3 separate regions of the Rattus norvegicus genome follow, and regions 2 and 3 are each linked to region 1. The links are chromatin contacts, called in public Hi-C and HiChIP or PLAC-seq maps. All regions are on one chromosome and are shown on one strand. Each heading gives the region's core, a stretch centred on a gene start, on an enhancer-like site or on the middle of the called end of the contact. The rest is flanking DNA. Distances are from core to core; before and after follow the strand shown.

The links. A called contact is a pair of places that touch in the nucleus more often than the background predicts. HiChIP or PLAC-seq counts read pairs in DNA pulled down with a chosen protein or histone mark.
Region 2: a contact with region 1 is called in a Hi-C map of frontal cortex, with 1.7 times the contacts expected there. The contact joins two enhancer-like sites. A contact is called at or near these places in 3 of 12 Hi-C or Micro-C datasets (Schwann cells, frontal cortex and mammary epithelial cells) and 1 of 1 datasets of contacts at active chromatin or transcription factors (oligodendrocytes).
Region 3: a contact with region 1 is called in an H3K27ac HiChIP or PLAC-seq map of oligodendrocytes, with 6 times the contacts expected there. The contact joins two enhancer-like sites. A contact is called at or near these places in 1 of 12 Hi-C or Micro-C datasets (frontal cortex) and 1 of 1 datasets of contacts at active chromatin or transcription factors (oligodendrocytes).

Annotation. Positions count from the first base shown.
Region 1 is chr11:29,681,588-29,685,016 of GRCr8, reverse strand. It overlaps LOC103693508 (a long non-coding RNA gene), which reads right to left. Exons shown (of 9, transcript XR_010056223.1): 6 at 1,747-3,429; 7 at 955-1,593. Among named protein-coding and RNA genes, the nearest start is that of Mir99a, 4.1 kb to the left of the region's middle. Within about 2 kb of position 1,501, at least 58 of the 93 cell types and tissues checked have an H3K27ac peak or open chromatin away from gene starts, as enhancers often do.
Region 2 is chr11:29,862,602-29,866,259 of GRCr8, reverse strand. No RefSeq gene overlaps it. Among named protein-coding and RNA genes, the nearest start is that of Mir3588, 130 kb to the right of the region's middle. Within about 2 kb of position 1,504, at least 51 of the 93 cell types and tissues checked have an H3K27ac peak or open chromatin away from gene starts, as enhancers often do.
Region 3 is chr11:29,495,711-29,499,451 of GRCr8, reverse strand. All of the region lies in intron 3 of LOC103693508 (a long non-coding RNA gene), which reads right to left. Among named protein-coding and RNA genes, the nearest start is that of Mir99a, 190 kb to the left of the region's middle. Within about 2 kb of position 1,576, at least 50 of the 93 cell types and tissues checked have an H3K27ac peak or open chromatin away from gene starts, as enhancers often do.

The DNA.
Region 1 (3,429 bases), core at 252-2,751:
TGTTTATCCTACATGTTTATGATATCATGAAATATAACTTTAAAACATAACAATTATGGTTACTTATCACAGATACTCTTATGTCAGTTCTTAGGATGAAAATTGTAATCTTGATTGATACACATTGTATATCCCAAAGCGTTTTTTTTTCCTTTTCAGAGATTTTCCTGCATGTTTAGAAACATTTAAAAAATTAAAAAAAGAATATATCATCTAGTCCTTCCCACTAAGAAAAAAAAACCTTGCATTTTGTTACAAGATGTTGAACTTGCTCAGCAATTTCCTTCTACAAATAGACAAAATAATTAGAATGCAATGTTTTCACCTGCCGAGCCAAAGAAACTCTGAACTTGAAGCAAGTTTGTACAGACTTTCCCCACCGCAGCAGTGAAGGGCAGCGTCCAACACTTCGCAACTGCTTTAGGGCAAATTCTTCTCCTTGTATTTTTAGAAGTAGAATTATTAAGAAACAAGCTACTTTTTACATCGCAATGGAGAATACATACACTCTTTTTATCCCCATTTCTCTTCTACTGCAACCAGTGTGAAAAAGTCAATTTATTTTTTTAGCAGTCTATGGATGCATTTCTGAAGCGAGATCTCTTCTTAGAATTGGAGAGATCCCTTCTTTTTCCATTTCAAATTAGGAGTCACAAAATAGGTTTTGCTTTCTGTACTACCGATTCCCAAGCCCACGAAATACATTACTGGACACAAAAATCAGAGATAACACACACCACAGTCTGCCTAAAACTTCTGTGCACAACCAAAGCAGGAGCTATATGTTTATCGTTTTCTAATTTTAGTTTAGTGTCTATGCTAATCACGATTAGAGTAAGAAAGCAAAAGAAAAAAGTAGAAAGTGGGTAATGAGTTAATGAGAATAAACTGAAACTGCAAGGACCCTGATCTATGTAACTGAAAGCATAAAAAGAAACAAAAAAAAAGTTATACCTGATATGAAAGTGCGGGTTCACCAAGTGCAATGTACTGCTCTTAGGCCATTGTTTTTGAAATAATAATAAGAATAAATAAATAAAAGCAAAGAAGGCTCATTGGATTGTGTTGTTTTCAAAGCTGCTTAACGAAGGCCGGTGTCTCAGGAGTTAGACAAACCAAAGTTTGCTTTTTTTTTCCTTTTGGTTTGTCTGTTTGTCTTGGTTTGCATTTTTGTTTGTTTTTGTTTTCACGCAGCCATATCTCATTATTATCAGTATTTTTCAGCACTCTTGCGAATACTGAGCAGCTCAGGTTTTTGTTTGGTTTGGGTTTTTATTTGCAGTTTCTTCAGGGCTCCTGGTATTTCTCAGAGAAGGAGGTCCAGAGGGCTTGTCTTCCTTCTCTTCCTTGTCCGTATTCCAGGCACAAAGCACTGCGCAGAATCTGCACCAATCGTTGCCATCCACTGGCAGCAGAATGGTAGAAGGTGGGAGAGACCCAGAAGCCTTCCAGGCTGTGCTGACTTGAGGAATGAGGTTTGCACACGTTCGTCTCCCGAAGCGAAGGGGTGGAAAGGCTGGGTGCCAGCTTGCTACTCGGCTACAATGATCTCATGCTCACTGCTCCGTAGTCCTGTTCGACCAGTTCAAACGCCTGTTCATTATAAACCAAATACATACATAAATAAATAACCCCAACTACTTGAATTCTTCAATAACCAAAAAAGGGGTATTAACATAAAATTTTTAAAAATCAGCAGTCAGAAAAGGTTAAAAAAGAGAAGGAAAAAGAAGAAAAAGCACATACAATTTTAGGATTCACTTGTTATGCCTCAATATTCTGTTATTATTTTCCTTTTCTCTCTCTCTTTCGAGATAAGCAGCAGAATTTATCAGGCGTGAAAGGGACAGCCTCCTGGTGGCCTGCCAAAAGCCCAGAATAAAGGCGAAGTTGTGCTTCAAAGCTCAGTTGCTTGCTGAGTCTGGCTAAAGTCAAGTATTAAGATCCACCATTTTCTGATCCTTGCTAGAAAAGAAGAAAAAAGTCAGGCCAGTTTGCTGCTTCCAAGTCTCCGTTGGCACCATCACAAAATCTCAGCCGTCAGGTCACATGATTCTCTGCCAAATGTAGAGTGAGCGCATTCCCATCAACCATTCTGCTGATACTGCGAAGGCAGCTATTGTCTCGTTTAGACCCAAAGTTCAGCCCACTCTTCATTGAATTAGCTGAAAAACGCATCACCTTTGGGGGCTGGGAGTCATGGAAACGTCTACCTGGCAAGCTGCCCACTTTTTCTGCCCATCAACCAGAGATGGGATTGTGCTGCTTAACGCAGTCATGACTTGGAATGTGAAGAGTCGTCCAAAGTGAATCTCATTCTTACAACGCCTGCTTCATTTGCACAGAAAACTCTGGCTCAGAGGAGAGAGGGAGAGAGGGAGGGAGAAAGGGAGGGAGGGAGAAAGGGAGGGAGGAAGGGAAGGAGGGGGAGGAGAGAGAGAGAGAGAGAGAGAGAGAGAGAGAGAGAGAGAGAGAACTACAAAAAATAGCAAATAAAGGTCTGAACATGCTTACTTTGCAACTTTATTTCTCAACGCAACCAAACGGTTCTCAGACGGGAAGACTGAATGCCCTGCCCCGAGAGTTTGCTTCATTAAAGGCATATCTAATGTTTTCTTTACTGTAAACGCAACAAACCTAGCACATTTGTTTTATTCTCCCTCTTTGAGACTTCGAAACAAAACCAGACCTCCCAGTTTTCCTCTTTGCATTTTTATTACTTTCTGATTTTTATCTAGCACCAATTTTGTACTACATGGCCACAATATCCACTAGCAACGGAGATGCATTATTGCCACCATCTCCAGCAAAGTGGTCCCCTGAGAGGCTGGGGTGTCTCTTCCAGCAGGCAAAACCCTGCAATTGGGTCTTGTGATAATCCCCATCACCACCTAGCACAGCTGCTATGCAAGTTTGCTGAGATTGACACATGAGAGAAGTGTTCTTTCTGTTCTCTTACTGACTGTGGGTTGCCTGTGCGGCATGAAAGATGCCTTTGAAAGATTCAGGGAGGATATCAACAGCTCTCAGGCAATAAAATGAACTCCCCCCACTTCCCGGTGGATTTCCATTCTAGCATGCAATGAGATTTCCCATGTACAAGCCTTTCCATACTTTCTATCTAAAGTGGAGTGAATTCAGTCTTCAAATAATTCCTTATGCAGAATGTAAAGCCAAGTAGCAAAGTAAGCATCGTTAACATTTTAGCCAAAGACACGGAGCACAATGCAGGAGACCTACATTTTCATATGCAAGTGAAAATTCTGTAGTGACTGTATATTACATTAAGTTGTGTTTGTAGTAAGTCAAAAGTTAAGTTCAGTGTCTTATCTGAGTCAGAGGTCCACATCCCTCTCCTGGAACGCACACATGTTAAATACTATTTGACAAATCAAATCATGACTTGCCTAAACATTAATTGTTGAAGTC
Region 2 (3,658 bases), core at 255-2,754, 180 kb before region 1:
CAAGACTTATCACAACGCCAGGACCTTTGTAAACACTCAGAAAAGAAGCTATTTCACGTCGGTGTAATAATCACTGCCTATGAAGAACAGTCTGCAGAGTGTGACCCAAGATCCTCCTGTGAGCATGAAAGACTTGAGCGTCATGAGGATTTAAGCCATCCCACCTCGTGTCTCCTCAACATGAAGTTGTTCTCGCTCAGATTTATTTATGTGCAAATGTTGGTGTCCAGACCACACTAACACATCTCTTGTCTGCCTCAGCGAGTCAGGATTCTATCTACGCAGAAACATATAAGGCCCCTTGCATCCGTTTTGATGCGGTCAGCCTTTGTTGTCGCTGAAGCTCTGGAAAGAGAGTAACTCGTGGAGCTGTGCCGGCCAACTTGGCAGCCTGTGCTTTCAGCCCACTTGGCTGTGCGCAATACTCTGTCTGAGTTTGGAAGATCCGTCTGCTTTTGTGTTTTGTGGAGAGGCTATGAGAAACGAAGTAATGGATTTGACTTATACAACAGCCTGGAAAAATAGGCCATGGCCTAAGCAAATAATGAGTGTTAAATGGCCTCCTTCCAGAGAGTTCCTGGCTGGAGACGGCAGGACAGGTTGAGGCGCCTTCTGATGGATTTTGCACTAATTGTCTTCTTCCTTCAAGGAAGTTCTGCTTTAAATGAAAGGCAGGAAGTGTGTGAGGGAGGCAAGGATCTTTGTATGCAGAGTATGGGCTCCTTTTAAAGGAAGCAAGGACATTATATAGATTTCGAGGTCCCCGGGGTTTAACAGTAAACCATGTAATTCTTCTGAGTGGCCACACAGGGGTTAACTGCAAGTGCTCCATATTCGAAGCTAGCCTAAAATCTTTTCCACGACACAAAGTCTCAAACGTCCTTACATTGTTCCTTGCATTTGGCTGTGTTTACCTGTGTAAATCCATTTGCCCACACAGGGACAGCCTGTTCCAGATTGCTTGTGTTTTACTCTGTTATTACTCTTTCAGAGCGGAAGCCTGAGGCATGTACCTGGGACGGAATTGCTCCATGTGTTATACTCGATCTCCCTCTACCTATGCGTTGCATTTTCACTACCTTTCCCAATAATGTCGTGTCTATTAAGCAGGCTTTCATGAGTTTTGTTGCTGTTTTTCAGCTGCTGTCGTTTATTTGCTCCCTCTCCCCTCCCCCCCCTCTCTCTCTCTGTGTGTGTGTGTGTGTGTGTGTGTGTGTGTGTGTAGAATTAGAGGAATAGAAGGTGGTGGAATATAAACCTGAAAAAAATGATTCAGCACCTATACCAAACTATACCAAAACCGTTCCCAGGGTTGGCACACAGTTTCCGGTTCCCTTAACTCTTTAAGCACCTGTGTTGATCGCGATGGCCACGGGCAAGATTCCTCTTCATTTCTGAATAATTATCTCAGAACCGTGTTGTGGCACTGTTCCTAGATGGAAGCCGTAATGATCCCAGCGCATTGCCTCCTTTTCTGTATTCTGTGACATTCTCCTCCAGCCTACTGTGTCTGGCAGCCCCACAATGAGGCCCCGTGTGTGTCGGTGAGATGGATGATGTGTGCAGTGTCTGCATCTCGGGACTGACGAGGAGCTCCTGCTGAATCTTACCTCGGGGTTGCTAGCTTCTGTGCTATTGAATTAGAAAGGCAAACCTCCCCCTTCTGAGAAATGTCTTATTTTTCTCTCACTACACAGTACCGTAATGGAAATAATAGCACGCATTAGAGATTTGATGGATCGCTCTCTCTACATACCCGAGTAAGGAGCTTTCTTGTTTATTTTTTTTCCTTTGTCTCATTGCTCTGTTATTGTTTTCTCAAAGCAAAACCAAAGCAGCCACTGGTACAGGTGGTGGTATTTTACATGGTATTGGTATATTTTGCTTTGTTTAATTAAGTGAAATTGTCTAAAATCATGGACAGAACATTTCTGAAATAAATATTAGAAGTAAAATATTTCTTTTTAATTACTGTTTATGAATATTTTCTTGTTTCTAAATTTGATCTAGCATTTTTTCTGTCATCCAATTTTTTCATATCTTTTCATATCCATTTAGGAGATTTTTATTTTTTGGGGGGGTAAGGAAGCCAGTTAACTTTGAAGAAGGATGCTTTTGTTTCTTTTGGATTATGCTGCAATGGGAGATAAATTCTGAGCAATGAACTAAAGTGTCACAGTGGGTAAAGATTTTTAGTAAAGATTGGTTAAGAATCTCAGTGTGCCACTTACCACACGGGGACATCTGATAGAGGTAGTATGACAGACGAGGAAAAAAGAAAGAGTGAACAATGATATTCTTCTGTTTTCTAGAACAGGCTCTGTGGACATGTAGCTGTCATCACTGAGGACGACACATAGAATGGGATCATTTTCATGCTTTGGTGGCAATGTCTTGCAGTTCCTGATAAATCGTAGGAGAAGACCATCATTGAACATCATCTTGTACTTGGCCTAGCAAATGATGCAGTCAAACTTGGAGGTGAAGAATAGGATTCCTGGCTAGCATAATTTTCAATGACAACCAAAGTATAACAAGAGAGATATCAAGGCAGAAGTCAGGATGTCGAAGTGAGCATTAGACATTATCCCACCTTCCCTACATGAAGGACTAGACTGGAAGTGGCTGGGGGAACTGATATTAGAACAAAAAGACTTATGAAACCACCTCATCTCCCACCAACTTCTGTGATGCAATGTTCTTCCTTACTTAGGACAATATGAATGAGCGATGCCTCATTCATTATTATATTATGATTATTATAGGAAGGGAGCATAACAATAAAATGACTCCGAATGTCATATTGCTACAGCATTTATCTCTACACCACTTAATCTCATCAGAGAATGTTTTCCTGGCAGAGATGATGATTCACATAGAAACCCACAACATGACCATGTGCAGAACGTGTAACAGACCTTGGAGCACTCCTTCCTTTAGGCTCAGGGATCTACACAGAAGATAAGTTGAGAAGCCTTTGGAAACCAGAAGCAATGGATGACAAGAAAACAATATCATCCACAAAAAGCTCCCCCTCCACACGTGTGTGTGTGTGTGTGTGTGTGTGTGTGTGTGTGCACGCGTGTGTGTACTTATAGTGTCTAGGACAACATATAAAATACCTGCACAAATTCAATCTAGACAACTCCAACACTGAGAAGAGTAAGCGAGCATTAATCACCATCCCTGACAGGAAAGTTATTTGCAAATGATACCTGCTCAGAAAGAAAGATCATTTTCTTCCAATGGAATGTCACTGGGGTATATCAACCAGACTACAAGACAGATCCCATGTACAGGAGTGGTTGGCCAACATACAAAAAGACACCATGATATTTATTTGTGTGTGTGTGTGTGTGTGTGTGTGTGTGTGTGTGTCTGTGTCTGTGTGTGTGTGTGTGCACACGTGTGTGCAAGTGGTCACAGTTACGTGTTTGTTTGGGTATCTTTTGTTTTATTGGGTTTTGTTTATTTATTCTTTGTTTTTGAGAGACACATCAGACATAGAATGGGTGGGTAGAAAGGTAGAGAGGATCTGGGAAGATTTGCAAGAAGGAAAAGAATACGATGACCGTATTTTGTGTATGAAAAGAAAATATTTGAATAATTTTTAAAGGCAAAATATATGGCCACTTTTCAATATCCGTGATCCTACAGA
Region 3 (3,741 bases), core at 327-2,826, 190 kb after region 1:
ATTTCTCGATGAAAAGATTAAAATGGTCAGAATCATGTGAGTTGGTTGCGTAAAGCTTCAAAAGAATGCTTTGCGGGAGTGGGTATTTGAAGTGAATTTTGAAATTCAGGTCCGCATGGCGTTCCTTTCTAGCTTGCCCACAGAGGAGTACTTCTTACCACCTCAGATGTCGAGGACCTGTTCTTGAGGAAGGAAGGACGGAATCACTCCCCGGCACACTCAATTCAATTTGCTCCTCTACAGAATAAATCTGAAGTTGTCGCGTGCATCATCATTTGGACCACTCTCTCCTCCATTCCCCTATTTTTTTATTTTACGGCTCAAAGCATAGACGGCATGACATATCTATAGCACATAATTGAAAAATGACAGAACCTGACCTCCAACATGGAACTCTGGTGGGATCAATATGTTGTCTGTTGTAGTATGTGTACATCTGTGTTTTGCGTGGCTACTGAGGATCTCGCTAACGATACAGAATCCACCTTATTTCATGTTTGTTAAACGTTTGTCCGTAGCTGCTGGGGTTTCCTTAGTTCCAAATGTTAGATTCTCTTCTCACAGAAAGGAAAACTTAACATCTGCACCCACAGAATGACTGAACCAAGACGGGGCGAGTGAAATACAAAGACCAGAACAGTAAGAAAAGAACAATTGCCAGACACTGTGGGTTTGTTTGCTACCGATTTGAATTGTCTGTGAGCACATTTGTAAGGACAGGAGAGTCCTTTCGCTCTGTTAAAATACTAACACTGTACTGAGGAAGGTTCTGCCCAAGCCTAGTAGGTTTTCCAACGGGATATAGCCACAGAATTGAAGATAAAATGAGAAAATATTGCTTATGACATCAGAGAAAATAAAAGTCAGAGACATTCAGAAAAATGTACATACATTCAGGTTACGGTCTGGCAGAGAGAGAGAGAGAGAGAGAGAGAGAGAGAGAGAGAGAGAGAGAGAGAGAGAGAGAGAGAGAGAGAGAATCTTTTACAACAATATACATCATCATAAAGCTACACTAACAATAGGCTTTCAGGCTTTCAGGTCCTGCCCCTGGGAGAAGAGTGTCTTGACCCTTGACCTTTGATCACATAAAACTAAAGAAATTAAGAGCATGTTTGTCACTGCTGTTGGTTTTATACACATCTACTTTTTATCTAAATTGCTATAAGAAAAAAAAGATTCTATTTCAAAACAGCCCAAGTCTTGTTCTTAAGTCATGTGACTTGTTTCCTGCCCCCACCCCACCCCCGCCAGCCGTGCGCTCCATATCATTTTACTCTGAAATAACTCTGCGATTTCAGCTGAACCTGCCTTCTCTTACAATGCACAGCGCACCCCACAAGGGAGCCTGAGAACAGACTCCCTTGAAAAGCAAGGTTCTCATAGTTGGCCTGTAACCATGGAAGCAGATGCTGTTTTCTCCTTACCCTGCTTACCTCTTTGCAGCCTCCAAGCTGCTGCCTATTGTTAAAAGGGGGTACGCCTCGATTCTTCTTCATCATGACCGAACTTGCCTCTTCTTCAAAGGGCATGATGCTGCAGGCCATTGGTCTAGACTGCTTGCACGGTCCAGAGAGCAGCCTTGATGTAACCCTTGCTCCGTCTGAGCCACACCACCAGCCGTGCAGCTGCAGACTGGAGGGGGACATTGGAGATCCGTATTTGAAAAGAAGTCTGTCTGATTTTGCCATTGTGCCTTTTCACTCATCGATCGAATGAATATCGAACCTTCTGTCGTTGCATGTGTGAAACAGATAGCTTAGCCAGCACTTTTGTGCCCAACCTGTGCTGTGGGCCAAAAGGTTTTCATTTTAGTCTCAAGTTGTTTTTTTTTTTTCCCTTTCTTTCTTTCTTCAGACTCGATGAATTTTGGGTTGGTTTAAATTATTTGTATGCCTTTATCCAGCTGTTCTGGAGACTGCTTGGGATACTGTACCAGCACGGATTTTGTTTTGGTGTGAAAACGGAACTCCCCCCCCCCTCCTGTCCTCTGTTTGTTTTCATTTGTAGCTAGCTGTCTTAGGTCTTTTTGTAGCTTCCTAGGTAGAAGTGGGCTAACTTTTACTACACTCTATCAAGCTGACTAGCTAAGTTACCCTTTTACGGGGACGACTTGATGGTGTCTGTTATTTCATAGGCTCAATCCAGAAAGGTGAACTTGAGCCTCTCAAGGTGATTTCAGTGATTTACAAGAGTAAGTAAACCGGATAATCACATTGATTTTTAAGCTGAACGAAAGTGTTTGGTAAACTCTATTTAAAAGGAATTTGTTTTCTTTGTTTTCTCCTACTTTAAACATCAGCAAAAATATTATTTGGAAGTGTTGGGATATACTTAAAGGCACATAATTTCTTTTGTGCTTAAGAGAGTACAAATAAAAAATAAAATTATTATGATTTAGTATATGGAATATATTCGTAATATCTGTCTTCCGGCATGATTTAACTGAAAAGTAACTAAAAGGTGATTGCACTTCATTTTTTAAAAATATAACTGAAATTTCCTTGCTGTTCCCCAACAGCTGATGTTTAGGCTAATGAGACTTAGGCCACCTGCTCGTTGGCGAAGGCAGGATTTCACCGTGCCCTTGTGAAACTCTTAACTTCAGGATGTCTCGGGTGCATTTCTCCAGCACGGTGATTACAGAGCATTGTCTGCCCGGGTCATCAGGAGTGTTTTGGTTTGATTTGAAGAAACCAGTAGTTCATACTTAAAGGCACACATATTTCCTCTAATTGCCAAAGGCAACGGGGAGGACCGTGGCGGAATAAAGACAGTTATTGTGACAGATGAAATATAATTCACAATGAGAACCCTTTTCATCTAGCCTGAAGTAGAGCAGGATTACTTACAAGCTGAATTTTGTGGAAGAATACATAAGCTCATAAAAAAAAAACAAAAACAACAACAAAAAAAGCTAGAAAGAAAAGCAGCAAGCCTATGTCTCTGTGGCTCGTGAGTGTTTATTTTGTGTATGTCTGTCTTGGGATCGTATTTTGTTTCTCCTAACAGAGAAGATGCACTGGCCAGAAGAGGGAATAGGCAGAGAAGGTGCAAAGGAAGGAACTTAAAAGCAATGCAAGCTGCTTCTTCCTTCTAACAGTGTAGAAAGATGAGTTAGATGGGCTGTATGTTCTCTGCCACGCAATGCAACAATCCTATTTTCAACACACGTGTTTTTGCTGCAAAAGTAGGTAACTTTTATTTCATAAATGTACTATACCTAGGTAATATTTTCTTCCTTTAAGATTCTTAGGGTTATATCGTTTGCTAGGGTTTTTGTTTGTTTTATTTTGTTTGTTTAGATTCTGGTTAGCATTCTGTGAGGGTTCTTATTTGACCAGATATTTTCTTGTCTTTAACTTCTTTGTTCCACTTTAAATGAAAATAATTTTATCTGACCTCTGTAAATTTTATTTCTGGGTGCAAAGATGCTTTTCTTTCTGTTCGTACAAAGGTCAGTTTCTAAATTAACTGAGAAGCAAACAATGTCCTTTATAAATATTCATCATAAAAAAAAATCCCGGAATATAATGCCCTCTGCAATTCAGTTTTAAGCAGTTACTCTGGGTTTATCTATTCCTGGAAATCGTATGCTTTATGTTTTCTATCCGTTTTCTAAGTTAACCAAAATAATTGCCTTGTGTTAAAGGAAAGCTGCAAGGTTCTGTCTACTAGTCATCTCCTGTTGGAAATCTTACAGCAGGCTGCCCTCTCTCTCCCAAGTTCCTATTGACTACC